2 separate regions of the Mus musculus genome follow, and region 1 is linked to region 2. A link is a contact called in public promoter capture Hi-C data. All regions are on one chromosome and are shown on one strand. The core of a region is the stretch at or near the end of the contact, and the rest is flanking DNA. Distances in the headings are between cores, read along the strand shown.

The links. Capture Hi-C pulls out chosen DNA fragments and counts their contacts.
Region 1: a contact with region 2 is called in a promoter capture Hi-C map of pancreatic islet. The contact joins the promoter of Nhsl1 here to the promoter of Abracl in region 2. A contact is called at or near these places in 1 of 39 promoter capture datasets (cranial neural crest) and 1 of 9 other capture datasets (pancreatic islet).

Annotation. Positions count from the first base shown.
Region 1 is chr10:18,405,975-18,411,075 of GRCm38.p6, forward strand. Nhsl1 (NHS-like 1) reads left to right here and starts at 1,701. Exons shown (of 7, transcript NM_173390.3): 1 at 1,701-2,540. The coding sequence starts at 2,339.
Region 2 is chr10:18,020,750-18,026,135 of GRCm38.p6, forward strand. It overlaps Abracl (ABRA C-terminal like), which reads right to left and starts at 2,503. Exons shown (of 3, transcript NM_028440.1): 1 at 2,318-2,503.

The DNA.
Region 1 (5,101 bases), core at 451-2,950, 380 kb after region 2:
TAAATATTTTTTTTTTTTAAAAAAAGAGTGAAATCCAGTTTGTTAGCATGCCTACATTTAGGGTAAAATTGTTTTTTTGGCAAATAATTTCAGCTTCTGTATAAATGTAAACAACTTTAAGGGACAGTCTTGAGTCTTGGCTCTGATAAGCCAGTTATTTCTCTTGGTTGCTCATAGTGAGTTTTCTCCTTGCTCCTCCGTTAGGTTCTGCCAGATGTGTGCAAGGCTGGGGCCATGTGAGGAGTACTGAGTCCAGTACTGGGTACTGGACTGGGTGCACTGAGACTGTGCACCCAGGCCAAGAGGATTCAGCTGTCTCAGGTGTATCAAGGTGTATCAGGCACAGCAAGGGGTTCATTATGAAGCTTAGATACCTTTAAATTATAAATGTGAATTACAGTGCAGCTATAAGGAAGGTGTGGACAGCAGGTTAGAGAGACTTGTGCACGTTGTTTGGTGCCCATGCACTCTTAGAGGGCAGGAGCTCTGTCTTGCTAAGTAGAAGGCTCGTTCACATTTTTTCTGAGGTGCTCTTAAAAACTCCTCATTTTTATATTTTTAATTCTTTTTACTTCTTGTTTTCTTGAGACTGGATGTCACCTAGCCCAGGCTGGCTGCTCTACATAGAGTGGAAGTCAGTTCTCTGCATTTACCTCTTCAATATCAGGAAGATGGGTGTGCACCACTGGGCCTGGCAGCTCTATCGTCTCTGCACTTGTAATAATGGTCAGTGTAGACACATCACTGAAAATTAAGAGCTGAGGTAGGTAGGACCAGCACACCCAGTAGCCGAGAACTTCAGACCCCGTGCTGTCTGCTTCCCATCCCTGACCACTGCTCTGGCATGGGGTATGTGTGGGCTTGAGTTCATCTGTCTGTAACCTGAGGCATTTAGGCATCATGGTCTCTTGAGAACCCTTTAGCTTTTCTGGCCTCATTAGTGCTGACGGCTGTTTTCTCAGTTGCCTCTTCAGTCCCAGTGTCTTCTTGTGTAGCATGAGAGTCTACTGTCTTGGGGACACTTTGCTCTGGAACTTCTTCAGCGAACGCCCCAGCCCTGGCATGCTTGAAGAACTCCGTCATTCCGTCTCAGAGAGTCAGGGTAGACTTGAGACACAAAGTTTGCCTTTAGAACTGTTTGTTCTCTGGAACAGGGTTTCCCTGTGTAGCTAGCCCTGGCTCTCCTGGAACTCACCTTGTAGACAAGGCTGCCCTTGATCTAGGAGTTCCTCCTGCCTCTACCTCCCCATATTCTGCCTGCTGGCTGCAGAAGGGGAGGCAGAAACAGGTGCACACATGGCTGCGTTTCACCTTTGCTGAAAGCAGGAAGTGAAGTGAAACTGCTTACCTTATCCTTAATCGCGGCATTCCTTAACCCGTGTCCCCACCCCCACCCCCGGAATTCGGGACTAGAAACCACATTAAAAGCGCTTCTGGTGATCACCCTTTTTCAGAAGTGGGTCCAGTAGTCAGCAATCAAAATCTTTTTTGTGATCTGCAGAGAGACGTCTACGTTCTGCACAGGCTTGCTTTTCCATTGCTTTGCAGGAGTTCAGAAGTTTGAGCTACCACTGAAGTACGGTCTGTGGAGGGGCGGGGCTCTCTGTCTCCAATGAGGTGCCTTCAGTGTCGGGCAAGCCTATCATCTTTCGCAGGAGTGCTTACTCTGTAATCCAAGCGATAGCCACGCAGCCTGTTTTATTGTTTGTGGAGTCCTGCGGCTAGGAGCGCTTCCCAGACGGGAAGGAGGGCAAGTGGGCGGTTTATGATTCTTCCCTGGGCCGGGACAACAGAGCCGAACCCTTTGATTTCTCCTGAGTAACCTGTGTGGGTGAACTTTAAACTAGGGGCCTGCTTGACGCTGGATCTTTTTCTGCAGGGTGAGGAGTTAGCTCCGGAAGCCTGGCTGTCTGCCTTAAGAGGGAAAGATGCCCTGGAGAGGCGTAGGATTACCTTTAGGGATGCTAGCCATGCAGCCAAGAGTCGGGGTACCTTGGCTCTTCTTCACAAAGTCTTGGCAAGTGTGTCTGAAATGACTGTACTGTTTATTTTTCTAAAGCTTGTACTTCTATTTATTATTATTTTTATTTTTGCCTGAGGACCTCCCGCCAGAAATTGGTGCTACAATGTGTCTAGAGTAAACCATTTTCTTAAAAAATTTATCTTTAATCCTTCATTTTCCTTTTAATCGGGCACGCAGAAGCACAAAGCCTGCCCGACTCTCAGCGTTAAGAGGGAAGGGGCAGGCCCCTTTCAAGGATCCCGGCCAATTCTAAAAAGCCAGCATTTTGTTTGTTGGGCTGCCCTTTGTCTCTAGAGGATTTTGATGTGAAAGAAGATGAAAAAGGACGGCTCCTCAGGTTCCTTCGGAATCAAGGCAAGCCCAGGCTCCCTCTCACGTGCTGTGAGTTGGATAAATTTCTCCTCCCTGTCCAGGCAGACAAAGAGGCTGTTCCGCAGTGATGGAGAGCTGTCCGTTTGTGGGCACCAGGTGGAAGCCGATGATGAGAACTGGATATACAGGACCCAGCCCAGAAAAGGTGACTTGATTTTATTCTTAATTTAAACATCTTTTTAAAAGTTTGCTCTATAGAATTCTTTGTTCCTGCCGGTGCTTTCCTGTCACGTCCTCTCCTGCTCCATCAGGAGTTCCTTATTTGTTTTTTTTTGTGCTGGAGCTAAGTACCATTCATTTGTTTACACGTCTGAAATAAAAACTGCTCCGCCAAGATCCAGCTTGAGACCGTGTAGCCTTCCCAGAAGGTTAAATAGCTGTTGTTTGCCGCAGGTGCTCTCCCCTCTTCCCCAGTCCATGCTCGCCTGTGACTTGGATAAGTCAGTAAGACGCTGTCACCCCAGATGGAATCATCTGGTCTGGGCCAAGTCATGAGCTCTTTCCAGTAAGTGCTCTGACAAAGCTTGAGGGTTTGTGTCTTTTTGCGGCGTTCTTCTGAGAAGATGAATGGGTTTGGTGAATGTGTGACTTAGACAGGTGTTGAGTGTGACACGGAGGAAAATGGACACAAGGGGTTTACCTTGGCCAAAAGAGTTTTGGATTTCTGTCAAGTTCCTTGTCAGACCAGCGCTGGTGTCTGTTCTCAGGATTAGCATGTTAGACCCCCTGGAAGGTGAGGAAGACTATAGTCCTGCTGGAGGACATGGGCACATCCTAGGCTTTTATAACACTCCCTATTTTCTATATAGACTTTCTAACGTCTGCCTATTAGGATGTCTGGTGTAGGGACTGAACTGTTTAGCTCTGAAATGGTTTCTTCATTGGATGTTGTCCAGAGTTCAGCAGGGAAGCACTCCTGTGTGTTACAAAGGAGCCTAGGCCAGACACTGTTCAGGACTGACTTGTTTACTGTGTTCTCCCTTTGCCAAGGGAAACCTTGCTAGAACATCTCAGGGACCTATTCTTTCTTCCCTCTCTTTTGGGAACCCAAACTGCAGAAATGTAAGAATTAACTAACCTGCATGCTCTGGGTACACGGTCACTCTGTGCACTCTGAGGATTAAAACACAGCTCTTTTACAAGGACAATGGATGTTAACTGGATTGTGTTTGTCTGTTGAACTGGCAGAGGAAGGGCTGGTTAATATTTTTTAAAGATGCCAGCTATTGTATCAAGGAGTTGGTTGGTTACCAGTGGTCTACTCATGCTGAGCTTTGAAACCTGGCTTTGAGTTCACACTGTGTAATTACCAGTATCAAAACAGGCATTTGCTTTCTGGATGAAGCTGGGTAGTTCACATCTGGGAACTACTTTTCTAAATCAGGAATAAGCTGTGGTTTTGGTTATGTTTGAACCAGACAAGTCTGTAGGGTGGACACCATGGTGCTGTGGTTACAAGGGGGTACACTCTTGACTCCCTTTAGCCTTTGCCAGAAGTTGCTTCTCAGAACGTACTTTGCTTCAAACCAAGTGCTATCAGGTTTCTGTTGGAGAGTGTCTACGTGTGACCATGTGGCTTTCTTTAGGACTTTCACTGTCCATGGTTCATGTAAGTTAACATTAAAGGGAGAGACTGAATTTGTATGCCTTAGGTTTAGTTGGAAAGTGAAGCAAGTAGTGTATACTTGACTTGTAGAAAATAAAGAAGTCATTGTGGAGGGCAAGGGCAAGTTCTAAAGGAAGGCAGGACTTGTTTATTTACAATACGTGCCTTTTATCCCTTCATGTAATAGGGCACTGTAGCCTCCTGTATCTAAATGGGGGCTTACTACAGCATGTACATTTATAGGTTCTTAGAAATAATTGCCCCAGAGTAAATATTATCATTTTGACATATGGAGTTAGGGGAAATCCGTAAAAAGCTGCCTGTACATTACAAATCACAGAATTGCATTGTTTCCATGTTTAGCTTACAGAAGACAAGTTGGCTCTCATCCTTGACAGACTGTCCTAGGGGCATGCTCTAACAGTTGGTCTTTATTCATCATAAGCCTTTCCTCTGGAGAAATGTAGATGTGACATTTGTTTATGCTAGTAGATCAAAAGAGGAACCATCTTTAAGGAAAATCATGCAAGGTTTGGGTTTTTATTCTGATGAATAGCAAAGAAGCTGAATCTGTACTACTTGAATTAGCAGCCACTGCGGTGGGTGACCACTAAGATAGGGTCACAGATGAAAAAGCACCTAAGACTTACTGGTATGATGGGAGTGTGCGGTGACTTCCATCTCTAACTCTCAGAACATGAATAGGCTTTTGATTGATAGATGTTTTTGAAAAGCTGTTGTCCTTTCCTCTTCCCTCTGTGCCTTCAGCCCTGACGGATGGAGATGGGCCAGTGGTCACTAGGAACATAAACCTTGCTTGTGCCCTGTAGGGACTGGGGAGCCTGGCTCTGCAGGTCCTTCTTTATGCTAGTTCCCAGCTGCTTCAAGGATAAACTGGCTGTAACTGTTGCCCATTGTTACCAGGTAACACTTCTTAAGAAGCCTAGCCAACTCACTGGATCCTTGGTGGATAGGAAGTTGAATAACACATCCATTCATTTTGCAAAGTAGCAGGCCCCTTTACTTGTATCTCTAGGCTGCTCAGTAACGCCACAATACAAGCTTTTACATGGTTACTTTGGGGGTGGGGGTGGGTGGGT
Region 2 (5,386 bases), core at 1,253-3,752:
TCAGCAGGACAAGTTAAAGACATCCCGATCCTAATTTGAATTAATTTATATAAACCGTTTTTAAGCGTTTTTAAAATTTATTTATTTGCGGTGGGGGCTTAAAATTTACTTATTTGGGGGTAGGGGTACACATATGGAGGTCTGAGAACAAGAGCTCTCATTCAAAACAGTTAAGTTCAGTCTCAAGATTTTGCTAAACTACTAGTAAATAACACCCTTTTCCACTGTTTCTAACATGAGCATTTCCAACCCTCATGTAAATGAGACCATATGGGAAAACCCATCTGGGAAATCCAGCAGAAAGAAAATCTAGGCATAAAAATGACTCAGCCTGTCCCCGATCCTGGAACTTCTGATTTTATGAACCAATGATATTTTCCCTGTTTATAACATGTAGTGCATGTAGTTTCTATTTCTTACATGATAAAGAATAGTGATCCAGTTAGCTTAACAACATTTTATTTAAAAGCAAATAACAAAACATAACTAGAATCATCGTAATATATTTATATACGTAGTCTACATGTTTGGTATTGTTCTATTGGTTAGGATGGACAGATATAACAGAAACGCAGATTGGGAGGCAGGGGGATGACTCAGTTGGTAAGACTCTTGCTTTATAAGCATGAGATTACCGCGTCTGAGCCCCAGAACCTACATACAAATGTGGGGTGTGGGAGATCCTATGACTGTAACCCCAGAAATTACACGCCAGGTTCCTTAGCCGAATTAATTCATAATTAATTTCTTTTACAAAAATCTTTTTTTACATGTATTTCTTTTGGGGAGGGTATGAATGTGAAGGTCAGACACAACTTGTGGGCTTTCCCATGTGGGTCACAGGGATTAAAATCTGGTCATGAGGCTTCGCAGTGAGTAAGTGCCTTTACCCTAATTCATGAAATTCTAAGAACACTACGAAGTACTTATTTCATTGCGAATGAAACAAGCTCACAACAGTTAATGCCACATAAGCCGTGTTCCCAGCACACCATCTTGCCAGGTCTTCCCGTTCTTTTACTGTTACACAAACGAATCTAATGCAATAGTGTATCCTTATGTGATATCATATACTGAGTGCTTACTAAGGCAGATCATTTACAAAGCAAGAACAGCCTCGCAGTCTGGACCCTTATGAATAGGAAAATAATAGGTTTGCTACTGCAAACCCAACTCAATAGGTTTTAGTCACTTAATATGGGAGGGGAAAAGAGAAGAAAATATTCACATTATACAATAGACCCAGGGCAGTCTAAAAGCCGGAGAGAAACCTCTCTTCGTTGAGAGATCAAGAACAATGAGAGGTCATAGCAAAGCAAACCTAAGAAAATGAGCCTGTCTGCGAGAGGCTGGGCCAGAAGACGGGCAGCGGCAGATGTCAGCCGGGCCTGTCTAACTGTCTCAGATTCTAATTAGGCTGTCTGAGTGGGTCTCACAAGGAGAGGGGCTTGGCACATGCTAGAAAGCTTCATCGATACACATTTGGAAAGGAATGTCAGGAGCCTTCTCTAGTTATGTTTTAAAACTCTAGAGGCAATAGGCCAAGGAAATAAAGCCTTCTAGAGTCGCCTGCTCGGGAACCGACAGCCAACTTTACACGCGAGCTAGGCGGTCTTCCAGCCTCCCTTCTATCACTAACAGCTGGCGCGGGTCAAAGGCTCACCTTCGTCCCTATTCGCTGGTTCCAGCTGACTCCATATTTGGTCATTCCTCCTACAAGTTTGAGGTCTTGCCAAATATGGATCCCCAAATCCTGAGGTCTGTGTGTACCACTCCCTCACTCCTGAACTGCATAGGGCTGCAGAGCCCGGGACCACAAGCGCTTCGTCCCTTTGTCTTCGCAACTCACCCTCCCTCGGTCCCCCACCGTCAGCGCACCCGAAGGCACAGCCCGGGAGCCCCACGAGTCCTACTTTCCCTTCCTCACCTGCCCTCCGCAGTGCAGAGAGCAATGTCATGACACCACTTCATTGCCCCGGGATCCCCCCCCCCAGTCTTTCCGCACCCCGTAACCTCACCCCCAGCCCCCCACCCAACCAAGCTGACGCCAAATGCAAAACCCACACGTTGCACCGCTGCAAACATCGATTGGGGCTGCCCCTCTCCTGGTCCGCCCCCGGCCGGCAAAACGTCACGTGAGCCCAGTGCGGAAGTGTGCTGGCCGAGTGGGGTTCCCGCCAGTGGGGTACAAAGGGCGCGTGTCCAAGGCCCCTCTAGCTGTACCGCGGCACCCCGAGGTCCTTACCCTCCACCCGGGGCTCAGACTTCCCAGACGTCGGGTCCAGCTTTCCCCCAGCGCCTTCCAGGACTAGCTCACCTCTCCGATTGCTTCCTTCTTCACGGAAGAGCTGCTGCTGCGTGGGTCTGAACCCTGTACTCGGCTTCCGCGCCCTGGGGAGGAACAGGCAGAAGAAGGAAGTGGCCCGGGCTAAGAGAAAGGCTGCAGTGGAGGAGGGAGGGGACAAGGAGAGGCGTAGGGGGCAAGTAAGACTAAGTGCTGTCTGGAAAGGGGCCGCCCATTCTCCCGGGACACGCCTAGGAGGAGGAAACCCGCGCCAACGCCAAAGCTGGAGGCAGGTTTCTAGGAATGCACACACAAAGTACCATCACCTCTCTCGTCCTACTCGTCAGGACCCACAGCCTAATGCATCTTCATTTCCTGACAGAGTATCTTACCCAACAAGAGAAAAAGCTCCCCCAGCGTGCTAAATTCTGAGATCTCCTAGGAAAACAGAGCCTCACGTGGGTTCTGTATGCAGAGCATTAGGCTCAAGACAAATAATAATAATAATAAAGTAAAAAAGACTCAATTTGCAAACACCTTCATTCTTCAAGGCCAGGTCTACCGATTTTGATTCTAGATCTTGAGACGGAATACATTTGTTTCGCTTCATTGTTTCCTACATTTCATTGACCATTCAAATCATTCAAATTCTTTTTATTTCCATCGTATGTACTTGCCCTACCCAGAGTTTTGAAAAAGAAACTCAACTTAAATTATTGTATAGGAATTGTAAATGTAATCATGAGGGAAATTTCTCTTCCCACCCCCAATTAATTACGAGTGTCCAAGTGTCCAAGTCATTGGTGACGTCCTCCGTGGAGGCAGGAAGATCTCTGTGAACTCCGGGTCAACCTAGTGAGTTTCAGCCCCCCCACCCCCCGCAGCCCCCACACACACTCACAAATGTGGCCTAGTCTTTGTCAACCTCATCAAACAGCAGCCACTCCACAACAATGGTGAAACTGATCATTTGGACCAATCAAATCTCCCTTGGAAATTGAAGGTGGTACAGGTAGAGAATGAGCCATCTGGGTGAGGCTGGAAAAGGCCAGGTCAGACAGAGGCCCAAAATGGACTTTCATTGAGCAAGAAAGTTGACTTTGTGCAGAAACCAGGAAGGGGGGGGGGGGTAGAGAATGGAGAGAGGTGGAGCGGGGGAGGGGCTAAGGAGGGAGAGGGGCAGGGTGGGAGAAGGGGAGGGGAGGGGGCAGAAGAGGGAGAAGGGAGAGAGAGAGAGAGAGAGAGAGAGAGAGAGAGGAGAGAAGAGAGAGGAGAGATTGGGAAGGTGGGTGGAGACTGGTGGAGGCCTTGGGGAAGTCCAAGGACAATCTGTGAGAAGCTAAAAATGTAATAGTCAGAAAGACCTGTTTTCAGGGGATGTGAGAGTAGCCAGGTCCCCTAAGCTGTGCAGGGTCCATGCTCTCCCCAAGCAGTGGCCTAGTTGCCCTACAGGATCAAGGTTTGCCATGTGAATGTGAACCTGAGTGGTTAGCTGTCCTGTAACTGTTGTCAAACTTACAAAATCTTCTAAGTAAGGACTGTAAGATCCTTCAAGGCCTCTTTTTTTCCTCTCAGAAGGGAGCTGAAAATTTATAGTTTATGTCTTTTAAAATGTGTTGGGAGCCGCGCCCACATTCGCCGTTACAAGATGGCGCTGACAGCTGTGTTCTAAGTGGTAAACAAATAATCTGCGCATGTGCCGAGGGTGGTTCTTCACTCCATGTGCTCTGCCTTCCCCGTGACGTCAACTCGGCCGATGGGCTGCAGCCAATCAGGGAGTGACACGTCCTAGGCGAAGGAGAATTCTCCTTAATAGGGACGGGGTTTCGTTTTCTCTCTCTCTTGCTTCTTGCACTCTGGCTCCTGAAGATGTAAGCAATAAAGCTTTGCCGCAGAAGATTCTGGTCTGTTGCGTCTTTCCTGGCCGGTCGTGAGAACGCGTCTAATAACAAAAATGTACATAATACAAAATTGTAGTGTTAAAACAAATACCATACTTAACAATTTCCCCAAGCAAGGTCTCACTGCAAGGCCACCCACACTCCAGTAGAGTCACTTCAGTTATAATGAGGCAATTTCCCCGGACTCTGTGAGCAAGGAAAAAATAAAATAGATGACTTGAACTTAGTAAGTAAAAATTGTTACACTGAAACCTATTACTCTCTGCTGGGCCATAGCCATCCGACCGTACATGTAAGCCCAGCGCTAAGTGGGTGGAAACAGGGGGATTAGAAAGCCAAGGACGGAGCATCTGCGGGAGACATCTTGGATCCCGGACTCCACCGAGACTACTCTGCACAGGTGAGAGTGTGGACTATAGAAGCTAACAGCTTCTGGGACAAGTGGGAACCACAGAGCTTCTGAGGCAGCCCCCTTTTCGGGCTCCAGACATCCGGGCACCTTCCCTGCCAGAGGATAGGTGTCCGCCCAGCCCGGGAGGGCTTTGCCTGAGCAACTTCAGGAGACATCTTGGATCCTGGACTCCTCCGAGACTACTCTGCACAGGTGAGAGTATGGACTACAGAAGCTAACAGCTTCTGGGACAGGTCTTGTTTCGGGCCTTCATCTTCTGCCAGGAGGCAAGTCTGAATGCCAGATATTTGTGCACCTTCCCTGAAAGAGGAGAGCCTGCCTGCAGAGAGTGTTCTGACCACTGAAACTCAGGAAAGAGCTAGTCTCCCTGGTCTGCTGGTAGAGAATAACAGAATCATGAGAGGAACAAGCTCTAACCAGAGACAACTATAACAACTGACTCCAGAGTTTACCAGATGGCGAAAGGCAGATATAAGAATCTTACTAATAAAAACCAAGACCACTCACCATCATCAGAACCCAGTACTCCCACCTCAGCCAGTCCAGGGCACCCCAACACACCCGAAAACCTAGACCTGGATTTAAAGGCATATCTCATGATGATGGTAGAAGACATCAAGAAGGTATTTAATAACTCACTTAAAGAAATACAGGAGACCACTGCTAAAGAGTTGCAAGTCCTTAAAGAAAAACAGGAAAACACATCCAATCAGATGATGGAAATGAACAAAACCATACTAGACCTAAAAAGGGAAGTAGACACAATAAAGAAAACCCAAAGTGAGGCAA